Regions from separate parts of the Gossypium arboreum genome. Here all the other regions are linked to region 3. Evidence: chromatin contacts called from public Hi-C data. All regions are on one chromosome and are shown on one strand. Each heading gives the region's core, a stretch centred on a gene start, on an enhancer-like site or on the middle of the called end of the contact. The rest is flanking DNA. Distances are from core to core; before and after follow the strand shown.

Region 1 (4,278 bases), core at 1,479-3,978, 190 kb after region 3:
ATGGTTCCTAATTCATGTTTCGCGTATTGATTATTTGTTTATGTTAAAGGATAGAGTAAAAATTTGAAGATTAAAATATGTTTTAAGTCCGTAGGTTACACATTGTTGGGAGCGATAGCTACAAACCTCGACAGGATTTATTTTCATGGACCGTAAAATGAATATGAAGATACATTGGTCATACAAAAAAATTATATAAGTTTCTATATATTTTGTACATTTTAAATTTAGTTCTTCTACTTTTTGCATTTAAAATTTTAGGTCCAATTACAATTGTTAAAATTCTTTCATAATTCACTGGTATGATATTTTGAAATTAAAAATATATATATCCACTTGGTTGTCATGTAACAAAAAAATAATGTTGAAAATGTAGAGATGTAGATTTTTCTCTTAAAATACCTATTTTAACTCGTCATGTTAAAATAATTTTTTGTTGAAATAGTCCTGTTCTTAAGAAAAATTAATGTAAGACATTTTATTAAATTAATTAACAATATTAACTTTAGACTAATGAATGATATTATAAAAGTAGATTGATCCAATTATGTCAACAATTAAAGCATATAGATTAAATATCAAATTTCATTCTAATACCATAAATATTACATGTGTTACTATTAATTAGTTTTGAACTACATATTTTATTATATATTATATGTTATTTTAAATGTATGATGTATATATATTTATACGTGTAATAGAATTTCTAATATGTAGTTATAGAAGTATTTACAAAAAACAGTATATAATAAATAAAAAACAACAAAAATGATAAATAAATGATGATAAGATTGGGAACCACATTATGACAACATATAAGTTTATTTAAGTTACGAAAGCTACTGTATTAAGGTTGCTTGAAAATCTTAGGTGTATCTTTTTCTATCTTTTAACAAAGAAAAAAAATTATATCAATATATGAATGTGTTGCGTTAAGTTTTATATAATTATGAAATATTTTAAATGGTAAAGTACACTAACTCTCAGTCAGCTTTAATTTCAATAATAAAAGAATTACTTAATTTTCAACTTAATAACTAAATTTTTAAAAATAATAAACAGTTATCACTAACTATTTTTCATTATAGACATAACGGAGTTGTTATTTTTCATCATTCACTACTCTTTCTTCTCTTACTACCGTTCTCCCATCCTTCCACCTACTCTGATTCTCTCTCCCCCACTATCCCTTTTCCTCTGCTAATCCACTCACCTTTCAAACTTGTTTTTATCTCCCACAATCATAGGTCTTGTTCTTCCCAACCAAAAAAATTTTCAATTAAATTGCAAGTAAAAAATCTCAACTAAATACATAAAAAATCTTAAATTTATAATATTATAGAATACTTCAAACATAATTACCATATAATAAAAACAAACCAAATGTCTACTTCCAGCCTTATTAGTAGTGGAAAATTTAGTTGATGGAATGTTAGATCCTTTTTTCATACTCCACTCCAAGCAACTCTTTCACCCTTTCCATGGCCAAACTTTTTCTATTATTTGAAGTGTGCAAGTTATAGAACGTTGATTTTTGTTTTAAAAGATAAAACAACGTGGCAAAGAAACCATTTGAGAAACCAAAATTCATGTCTTTTCCCAGTTTGGGATGTAAATCAAGTCAATTAGCCAGTTGGTTACTTGAGAGAAAACTTGTTTATTTGAAAATTTAAACTTTTTTTAATATTTTATTTCTATTAAACTATTAAATATTATAACTTTTAATGAACGTATTGCATAAAAGATGTTAAAAACAATATCATAACGAATCAACCCAGTGACCACGAAAAAAGAACAAAAAAAAGAAGCGGAAGGATGAGTAATAGGATTCTTTGTCATGGTAGATAATGGACCACTAATCCTTTTTTTTTTTTAAATAAATTGTTTTTAAAGAAAAAAAGAGAAATTTTCTAAAAAAATAAATCGAAATCTTTTCCTCAAAAAAAGAGTTCGGAATCCCAAACTATGATTTCTCCAACTAGAAAGGGGAAATAATGAAATATTTGTTATTTTCTAATTAGGCTGGATATTCTTTTATTGACGTATAATCCTAACAAAATGTATTGAAATTTTGATTATTCGCAAAATCGTGTAGGAATCAAATAAAGTTTAATCGCATCTGAAACCTTTTGAATTACATGCATAATTTACATATGTTTTGCATTAAAACGTGTTTAAGCTTTTTTTTTTTCCTTTGCTTTAATGTTTTAAAATGTTAAATGTAAAATATAAGGAATAGCATTTTATGAAAATTGAAAGGAAAGTTTTTTAAAATGTAAAGTGTTAATAGAAAAAAAGAAAAAGTATCCATTCCGCTTGTCATATTTTATTAAGTAATAATCAGAGAGCACTTAATTTTTTTTTTTTTTTTTGGTTGAATGAAAGAAGAACAGTCTCTTTCTCTTAAAACATATTTTAATAATTTTCGAACAGCAACGATCAAGATGCCGACAACACACGGACCAAGGTTTGAGACACAAAGGTCAATTATTAGACACCACGCGCACTTTTAATCACGCGTCAGCCCATGCAATTACTTTCCTACGTGGCATGGTGATGAACAAGGGTGACATTCAACTATAAAGTTAGGTTTGCTGTTAAAACCAAACCAAAAGTTTTACAAGGATATTGCCATGGCCTTTTTTTTTTTTAATGTTTCCCACGACCTAAATTTAGATTCTTTATTAGTTTTGACATTGTTTTCCAATTATTTTGTCTGATTCAAATGGAGGCACAGTATCTCAAGATTGCTTAACTTCCATTTCAGGCCAACCCCCTCCCCACCCCCTCCCCGGGGAAATTTTAGTTGAAAAAAAACAAAAAAAACAAAGCTAAACATTTCTTTGCTTATTCCAAGCTTATTGACTGATTTATCAACTGTCAAATATGCTCTTAATCTGCACATCCCATGTGATATTTTTCAAATAGTTTTACATTCAAAGCTTTAAGCTTTTATCAAACCAAGGGTCCCAGACTCTCAAATATTTTGGCAGTCCCATTGTGATTTGGAGCCAGCTACCGAGATAAACTATACTTAATTTTTTTTTTTGGAAGTTTTTGATGTTGGGTTTTGAGGCAAATTGGTTATAGTGGACTAGGACAGTTTAAACAGTGTTGAGATCTGGAGAAAATATGGAGGCTCCAAAGGGGTTTTTGGCTACTTTATGGAACTTTATATGCTTTCTACCTTACTTCTTTGGCTTGCTACTGTTAGGCACAATTAAAGGTGAGTGATTTAAATCTGTTTTTATGTTGTTTTTAGGACATGCAGTTTAAGGAAATACATTCAAATTGGTTATGTTTTTGTTTTTGTATCCAACTAAAGAATTGAAATCTTGCACTGCATTATACATTCAGGAATCGTTTTCTGCCCACTGATATGTCTTATTATTACAATCGGAAACTCATCCATCATATTAGGGCTTTTGCCATTTCATGGTTACTGGACCTGTTATAGCATTGTGAGGTGATTTTCTTGCCCCCTGACTTTCCCATTTGCTTTGCCTCCATATTATTTTATTCGGTTTCTTACTCTGTTTATCTCTTTATTGAGCAGAACTAAACTATTAGGACCATTTCTGAAGGTCTTTATTTGCGTATTCCTACCGGTTGTCTTGATATTATGGGTCGTCGTTGGCATTGTTGGAAGTAGCATAGGGGGTTTATTGTACGGCTTTCTTTCACCGATATTTGCTACTTTTGATGCTGTAGGAAAAGGAAAGACCAATGTGTTTGTCCATTGTTTTTATGTATGTCTTAAGCATCCGTGTTCCGATAATATAAATTTTTTTCATAGATTAACATCTCTTGTTCTTGTATCATGAAAGGGAGACTAATATCGATTTGTTTCCAGGATGGCACACTGAGCTCTATCAGTGGCAGCTTCACTGTAGTCAGGGATTTCTATGATGTTTGTTTCCATTCCTATGTCTCGTTAATGGAAGACCTGCGACAGAAAGGGCCTCCAAATGGAAAATACTACGAGATTAGGTAGATATGCGGTTCTTGCTCATGTTGGTTTCATGTTCAAAAGAATTACTTATGTTTCAACTGACTTTTCTATGATCATCATATGCAGATTTCTTTATCTTCCACCAGCGCTTATAACTGCAGTGCTTGGTTTCATAGTAGATTTTCCTGTGATTTCGCTCATTGCCCTATGTAAAAGTCCTTACATGCTCTTTAAGGGGTGGCATCGATTATTTCATGACCTTATAGGTCGAGAAGGCCCTTTCTTGGAGACTATATGCGTACCATTTGCAGGCCTTGCTATCT
Region 2 (4,427 bases), core at 1,590-4,089, 240 kb after region 3:
ACTGTATTCTCCCTCACAATTGTACTTAATCTTGTTTTTCAAGTGCTGATTTTGGTTTAATTGATCCTTATTTTTGTTTGTTGCATTTAATCTAATATAATAACATTCAGATTGGTAGGTTTGATCATGCTGTTTTTGCTAGAGATTTCGGAGTTTTGAGTATCCATCTAATTTCCAACCAACTATAGTAGAAAGCAAAACAAATTATAGTAAACAATTACTTCTGAAGTAACTAACTACACAAACATTGCATTCAATCATTGTGGCTCTTATTATATATGTTCCGAAAGAATAAGAACTTGGCTTGGTTTGGATGATTATCATTGATCATCATAGTTTCGGGATGAATCATTAATATACTCGCAGAAAGTGTATGAAAGTGAACTTTCCATTTTCAAATTCTAACGTAACGAGTTAGGTCCACCATCTATGAGACTTAAGCAGAATTATATATATATATCAAAACAGGTGCCAAAGAGAGAACTTCACCTTCCAAGTATGTTCTACAATGGTGAAGTGGTTAATAATAACATGGATTTTTGCCCTCATCTTTTCTAATGTCGTTCAAGCCAGCAATCGCCTTTCAGTCGGCTTTGAGCCACCAAAGTATGTAACCATTACAGGTGATGTGATTAAACTTGGATCATCCACTTTATTTAGATCATATTTCATGCTAATTTTCTTTCTTAAAAACATGGACTTGACAACGATTTTTCATGCACATCGATGCATAAGACATGAGTCCGGCTCTAATATTTCAGTTATCTTGTTCAAACAGGTTGCAACAATGATTGTGATACAGCTTGCTGTAATTGTGACATTGAGAGACAGCCACCGATGTGCACCTATTGCTGCAAAGAAGAGATGTCTGCTACTGCAAAGCAAGATCACAAGAATGGATTAAAGTTTTCAAGGCCCTAGGCACACAATCACCTTTCCTTGTATAACACAAATGGGAGTCTTCTATCATTAGAAATACCACAAGTCGATGAAAGGCAGGCACTTAAATTCGTTCGTATTCAATTATTAATTTATTTCAATAAAATCATCAATCTTACAACACTTAGTATCACATTAGGAGATACGAATTTATAGTAAAAAAAAAAAAGCTTTCGTAGCCTCGAGGTTCCTCAATGAAAAAAGTTCTTCCTAGAAAGACCAAGGAACACGGTTGCTGATGAGATTTGTACCTTGAGGTCAGCAATGTCAACGTCATGCCCACCTTCTACTAAACCCCATTTATCCACCTACAAATATACAAGAGATGTCTCAAGTTACATGATATATACATGCATATGCATGTGTTAGCATAATAGATTTTACTGAAATGAAAAGAACCTGCAAATCTTCCTCAAGTCTAATCAACTCGATTGCTTCCTCAATCTGCAATTTACCACGAAAAATTCCTAGAGCAATAACCAATGAATGTGCCGCAGCTGCAAGGGCATCAATTGCTGCCAATTCACAGTCATCTGTCTTCTTCAGAAGGTTTTCAACAGCCTTTGAGAGACCTTCCCCTTGCTTCCCACCAAAGAAGCTAGAGTACACAATAGGCTGAAAGCCAAATTCAGAATTTAACCAAGAAAGTAAAGGATCAACTTTCTCAACTTGCCTTGCTGCAAAAAAAAAAAAAAAAAAAAGCCACAATGCCAGATATTATTGCATTTTGGTGTTCACACTGAATCAATAATATAATCATGAGACAAAACGAAAAGGAATTTGGTTTTCCATCAAGCACATGCCTGATGATTCAGTATCAAAGTACGATATGATACAGTCAAAGTATGAAATAACCTACACACCATGAACACCAGCCGTCAAAGTGTTATCCTCTGGTGCACGACAGAACACTAAGTCCTGATCAAATTTCTTCATCAGATGTTCAATGATCTTCTTGCGTGTGAGAGGAACTCTTTCCAGTGCCGTGCAAGCAAGTTTCATCAATGGCATCGTAAAGGGTCTGATTCCATCTGTTTGCTAAAAACAATTAACATCTTATTAGTCATTAAAAAACTCACGGAACCGACTTTGTACAATACTTCACAATTGGACCTAAGATGATCAACTAAAACATATAGACTACATCTTTTGGATTCACCCTATCCACATTCTGAAGTTACCATTCATCAAACGACACCCAATTCAGACAAGATCAAGTCATACCACATAACAAAAATCCAAAGACACCCAATGCAAAGACTAAGACTAAGCTAGCAACAAACTCAATCTCAAAAGGAAAGCCCCAAATTTTATAAAACAAAATAAAGAATTACAGTTAATTAAAAAAGAAGAGAAAAATGATCTACCTGATATTCCCATTCAGCAGCAATGGCCTTAGCAAGAGCCAAAGTGGGTAACTTGAGAGGCCTTTTAGAAGGGGTTTTAAGAGTCCTATAATCAAGCATAACAGTCCATCCAACTCCATCATCAGACTCTCTCGTAGTAACTTTCTCATAGAATCTCTTCCCAACTATCGATCCAGTCATGAACGACATCGGCATCGTCACCGACGTCGTCTTTTCGGTGCTCGCATTTGAAGTCGGTGGCTTTATGTATATACTATTATCGTCTTTCTCTTTGTTGTTATTGGCGTTGTCGAATGCGAAGGAAGAAGAAGATGGACCGTCGGAGGGGTTGCCATGGGCGGTGGCGATAGAACTGAAATTTAGAGAACGGAGGGCCGAGAGGAAGTTGGGATGTTTAATGGGTTTTAATGCTTTGTTTAAAAGAGAAGCGGCCATCGATTCTTTTTTCCTGAGAAAATACCCGGGGGGTTGGTTCTAGAGCTTTGCTATAGGGTTTTTTTCCATTGAAGCAAGGGGGCGAAAAGCCAGAGAAAAACGTCGAATGGGCTTTGAGCTGAGGCCTCATTAATTCGTTTACGGGTGCTGAATGGTGGTGGGTAAGTTTGAAAGAGGCCTAAAACTCCCTAGTTTAACTGGGCTAAATTCTAGATTTTGGATTGTTTGGGTATATTCAGTTTCTAAAGTTTAATTTAATTAATTTTAGTTTTGTATTTTTAAAATTTGTCAATTTATGTTTTATAGTTTTTGAATTTTAAAATGTTAGACTTGACTAAACGATAACAGTTAAATTTATTTAGTTAAATACTTTTACCAATATTATATTACACGTGTTGTTGTAGATTTAGTATGTATTCTCTAACTGAATCATTCTTAGTCATTATATTTTCTAAATTTCATATTTTCAATTTTAATACAAGCGACAATCATTAAATTTAATAACTCATTTTTTAGTAATATATAGAAATAGCAAGGAAACATGGTATTGTATTACACAATTGATAATATGTTTGTTGCATCAATTTTAGAAATAGTAGAATTTTACTTAATGAATTTAATAGCTACCATTTGATTAGGACTAAAATTTAAAATTATAAAAGTACAGAGACTAAAAATGACTAAATTAAAGTATAGAAACTAAATTCAGAACTTTCACATAGTATACGGACTAATAGAAGAATTAAACCAAAAAGGGAATGTTGACTTCTTTTTAATATATATAGAAAAAAAAGGCAGCAGCAACTTAGTCAAAGAAAGCAACTAATTCCAACACCTTGTTTGCCAAGTTTACCAATTTGTTTAATTTATTATATTCAGCTGTCACTGATCAATTATTGTTATAAGCTTTCTCCACACGTAGCTTCGACCGAATTTTGAAGTCCTTGCTTCCCAAGCTTTGTCCCTTCAAAATCCAAAACATATAAAAAGAGTCACAAACCACGTTTATCCTCATCCATTATCATTCCTTTTAGCCCACAATCACTTTCTTACCAAAAATGAAGAGGGAAGGTCGTCAACATGGTATGGTTAGGACGTACAGGGTCCTCCCGTCTCCATGGAATCCGAGACCTGAACCCCGGTTCGTTCAACAGGTCAATTCACCTACAACAGCCGGGTTGTTCACCAAAGTTCCTGTGGAGCCTACTAACCATTCCAAGTTTACCGGACGATGCGGTAGGCCTCGGTGCCTAGGGTGTCACATGCACCCGGCTTTTAAGTCCAAGGATAAGGCAAAGGGTACTCATAAGTTTAGGTCAAATGATATGGCCACAAACTATAGGTTGGTCACCTGGAAAGTGGTTGATAAAAGGCCTGGTTTGAATTTTTCAGGGTTTTCAGCAGCAAGGATGTTGGACCATTTATCTAGTGACTATGAAGGTTATGATAATGATGATGATGATGATCAATGTCATGTAGTTAATGATGGTTTAAAAGCGAGTTCTCAATCTCAAGAAGAGGTAGAAAATCATGAAGGTAAGACTGAAGATGATGATGAGAAACATGAAGGTGTTGATGTTGATGATATGAAGTTTGTTTTGGATCGTGAATTGGAAGAAGAAGGCTGGTGTTTGGTTGGGGAAATTTGATGATCCATTTCCCATATGTCATTATTAATTTTAAATA
Region 3 (4,397 bases), core at 1,376-3,875:
TATTTTAACAATCTAACTGTTAAATTTATCGATATAATTGTACTTATCATACATGTAAATTTTCAAATTGGTTTGATATCTCTATCATATTTATCTAAAACACTATATATATATATATATATTAATAGTTATTAAGCGGTTGAAATTTTTTATATAAAACAAATAGTTAGAAAATTTTAATTTACATTAAATTTGACATGCATGATCTATATAGATGAAAAATAAAATGTGACAGTTGGACCATTAAAATATTAATCATACAAAAGATATGAAAGGGTGTAAAGCTATTTTAGTTTTACATAGGTGTGAGTAGATTCCTCCCATAATATTTAACTACTAAAACCATTAATACACATATATAACTATTATTATATAATAAACTATAATAAAAGATATAGTGTTATATAATATTATAATGCTTAATCATTAATGCATATATAAAACTATTATTATATATGAGATGAGATGATATACCATTATATAATATCGGAGGCTAACTTTCAATTTTAAGAAAAGTATAGGAACTTATTGCATATTTCAACTAATATAATAAATAATTAATATATTTGTATTACTATTATAGTATATGATATAGTTTTACATAATGTAATAATATATTTTAAAAATATTAAAATATATAATTATTAATTTATCCAAAATCAAAATTGAATTTATTAACGGTTTGCTTGAATTGATTTAATTTGATTGGTTTTAATAGCTAACTATAATAGATGATATACTATTATATAGTATAATATTATAGTATATAATTATGACAAACTATTAATATATATATATATAACTATTATTATATTATAAAATTATAATAAAAGATATAGTATCAATAATTATGTTTAATTTAGTATATTACAATACATATTTATAACTAGTAATAGAAAAATATTTTTTAATAATAAAATAAGGAAATGAGGCTGCTTAAAACAAATTAAAGCTCTCATGCCTACAACATAATGTTATTGCCATTGAGTTAAGAAATTACCGCAAAGCATATAATATTATTAAAATATTTAATCTCTTAATAAATATTATTTTATTAAATTAGATTTTGAATTTGACTTTAACTTTTATAAACTATATTTCGGTTTTGGGTTTAAAAAAAAATTTAGGCATGAGATTTAGGTTATAATTAATTATTTTGACTTTAGGTAATAATAAGTATATTATTTGAGTTTGAGTTTAATATAATATATTTAGATTTTAGAACAAATATTTTAGAAAATGACTATTAGGTTTATAAATTCAAGGTTTAAATATCACAAAGGTCCTTGTACTTTTTGAAATTTAATATTTAGTCTCTATACTTTAATTTTGAAACATTGAGTTCTTGTACTTTTTTATTTAATTTTGACGTTGTAATATCAAAGGTAAAATAACTTTTTAACCTTCAACATTTATAATTTTTGTCAATTTGGTCCTTACCCTTTAAAAATACATGAAAATTTTAAAATTATTTTTTCATATTTTAAATGAAAACATAAAATTTTTAAAAATGATGATTTTTAAAATAAAAATTTATGAAAAACATTAAAAATTATTTAAAATTCAAAAACAAAAAACAAAAAATATTTTAAAAATATAAACAAAAATTCCAAAATTCAATGTTATCTAACACAAACCTAATCGGACCGGCCAGCCACACTAGGAACTGATTAGTGTATCTATTCGGTGACAGGTAAAAAAATCGATTAATGCACGAACCAGTTTGGGCTAATTGAACTGACATGAAAAGATCAATTGAACCGATAATTAAATTAATTTTGAATCGGTCTAACCAGTTTGTTCCCAAAATGACTAATCTAAGCGGCTCAAAGCAAATAAATAATTAAAAATAAAAAATATTAAAATCGATTCAATTTCCAGTTCAATTTATTTTTTTAGCCCAGTTCGCAAATGAATCAATTTTTAAAATTTTTAAATGTTTTAGCCCTTAACATTTACAATTTTTTTATCAATTTGGTTAATACCTTTTAAAGTATATAAATTTAAAAAATAATTTTTTATTATTTTAAACGAAAAACATAACATTTTAAACAAATATAATTTTTAAATAATAATGTCTATAAGAAAATAAAAATTCATTAAAATTCAAAAATAGAAAACTATAAAAAATTCAAAATTCAATGTTTATTGAATTAAGAATCAACTGGGGTAACGGTTCGGTGAGAGGTAAAAAATTGGTTGGCAAAAGAACCGATGCGAAATAAATGAATCAAGCTAAAAAATCAATTAAACTGTGAGTTGAATAAATGTTTATAATTTTTAGTATTTTTATTTTTTAATAAATTATTTACTTTGAACTGGTTAGGATAGTCATTTTGGGAACCAATTGGTTAGACTAGTTCGAAATTGATTCAACTGAGTCTTAGCTCGGTACAGCTAGTCCGTACTGATTTGCGAGTCAACTGATTTTTGATCTCTCATCGGATTGATACCCTAGCCGATTTTCAATCCAACCAATTGGTCCAGCCCAATTTAGCTAACATTGAAATTTAGAATTTTTTTTTATATTTTAAAATATTTTTATATTTAAAAAAAATTAATTTTTTTAAAATTTTATGTTTTTATTTAAAATATGAAAAAAAAGAATACGAATAAGCTTGTGCTTATTGGACATTAGCCCATTTATGACAAAGAAAACCCAAACATGTTTTCTTTTTCTTGCCACACAATGACGAATTTTTGTCTGATTTTTGGCTCCCTCACCTCTCCAGCTCTCCTTGCAATTGAATGGCTGTGAATAGACCACAGCAGAAGAACACAACCAACTTATATCCACCCAAGCTATCATCTTTCAGATGCCTTAGCCTTGTTCTTTCATCGTTTTTCATTTTTATATTCTTAATTGTATGTCAATTTGTAGAAACTCCTGTCAGTTCAGGACTGAAGTCACTAAGCACTTGCAAAGACTAAGGAGCACCGATGAATCTATCATGAGATTGTAGTAAGATATTTCCTTGCTTCTTTAACTCTGGGTATTTCTTAATTTTGTAAACTTTTTTCGTAAAAATGCAAGCTTTAAGTATCTGGCCATCACATGGTGGCTCTTTGGTAGTACCCCATTTGGATTTTGAGCATGATTCTTCCTGTTTTGCATCTATTAAACCTAGAAGCAGGAAAAAATGGAGTCTTATTGACGGTAGAGGTCATAGTTTCTTATTGCTTTCAAGCTATGCAAGATTTAGTAGGAGTGAGACTTGTTGCAGGAACTTGAATTGTTGTTTGAGATTTGAATTCCTCTGTTGCTACTCCCAATTGAAAGTTGTCCTCTTCTGTGAGCCAAAGGGAGGTTCTTCTAGTGGGTTGGTTGCATCAGCTTGGGCATTGGAGCAACAAGAAACTGGGAATGAACTTGAGAGAGAAGGATCATACTCAAAGGATGATGATAATGGCAATGGGGATAGAAGTGAGGAAGTGGATATTAGTAGTGAGGGAGAAGCTGAGTTGGAGAGTGCAAGGATTGATGTTCGGGCTCTGGCACGCAGTTTACAGTTTGCTAAAACTGCAGATGACATAGGAAAGGTTCTCAAAGATATGGGTGAACTGCCTCTCCAAGTACATTCAAGCATGATTAGTGGTTTTGGAAGGGACAAATACATGGATGCTGCAATGTCCCTTGTTGAGTGGCTCAAGAGAAAGAAGAAAGAAAGTGGTGGAGCCATTGGCCCAAACCTTTTCATATACAACAGCTTATTGGGTGCAGTGAAACACTCCAAACAATTTGGTGAAATGGAGAAAATCTTGGATGATATGGCTGAGGAGGGGATCATTCCCAATATTGTTACTTATAATGTTTTGATGGCAATTTATGTGGAGCAAGGAGAAGCTACAAAGGCCCTAAATGTTCTTGAGGAAATTCAAGAGAAGGGCTTCAGTCCGTCGCCGGTGTCCTATTCTACTGCCTTATATGCTTATCGTAGAATGGAAGATGGGCATGGAGCTTTGAAGTTCTTTATTGAATTAAGAGAAAAATATGTGAAGGGAGACATTGGAAGAAATGCGGATGAAAATTGGGAATATGAGTTTGTTAAGCTTGCGAAATTCACAGTTCGTATTTGCCAACAAGTCATGCGGCGGTGGCTTGTTAAGGACGAAAATTTGAGCACCAGTGTGCTGAAACTCCTGAGAGATATGGACAATGTTGGGCTTAAACTTAGTAGGGAAGATTATGAGCGCCTTATATGGGCTTGTACCCGTGAAGAACATTATCTTGTTGCAAAAGAACTTTATAGCAGGATTAGAGAAAGCTTTTCAGAGATAAGCTTATCTGTGTGTAACCATTTGATTTGGGTAATGGGGAAGGCTAAGAAGTGGTGGGCTGCTTTGGAGATATACGAGGATCTATTAGACAAGGGACCAAGTCCTAATAACATGTCCTA

The links. Hi-C and Micro-C count contacts between places; a contact is called where the count stands out from the background.
Region 1: a Hi-C map of leaf shows a contact between it and region 3, with 3 times the contacts expected there. The contact joins the promoter of LOC108458459 here to the promoter of LOC108465591 in region 3. A contact is called at or near these places in 3 of 5 Hi-C or Micro-C datasets (all in leaf).
Region 2: a contact with region 3 is called in a Hi-C map of leaf, with 4 times the contacts expected there. The contact joins the promoter of LOC108459254 here to the promoter of LOC108465591 in region 3. A contact is called at or near these places in 2 of 5 Hi-C or Micro-C datasets (both in leaf).

The regions. Positions count from the first base shown.
Region 1 is chr4:25,375,732-25,380,009 of ASM2569848v2, reverse strand. It overlaps LOC108458459, which reads left to right and starts at 2,728. Exons shown (of 10, transcript XM_017757868.2): 1 at 2,728-3,229; 2 at 3,361-3,469; 3 at 3,560-3,752; 4 at 3,857-3,993; 5 at 4,082-4,278. The coding sequence starts at 3,136.
Region 2 is chr4:25,329,861-25,334,287 of ASM2569848v2, reverse strand. It overlaps LOC108459254, which reads right to left and starts at 2,839. Exons shown (of 4, transcript XM_017758600.2): 1 at 2,307-2,839; 2 at 1,803-1,977; 3 at 1,339-1,616; 4 at 1,009-1,247. The coding sequence starts at 2,741. The coding sequence ends at 1,131. LOC108459967 reads left to right here and starts at 3,671. Exons shown (of 1, transcript XM_017759361.2): 1 at 3,671-4,427. The coding sequence starts at 3,800. The coding sequence ends at 4,390. It overlaps LOC108458328 (succinate dehydrogenase [ubiquinone] iron-sulfur subunit 2, mitochondrial), which reads left to right. Exons shown (of 2, transcript XM_017757679.2): 2 at 1-60.
Region 3 is chr4:25,564,838-25,569,234 of ASM2569848v2, reverse strand. LOC108465591 (protein LOW PHOTOSYNTHETIC EFFICIENCY 1, chloroplastic) reads left to right here and starts at 2,625. Exons shown (of 1, transcript XM_017765957.2): 1 at 2,625-4,397. The coding sequence starts at 3,028.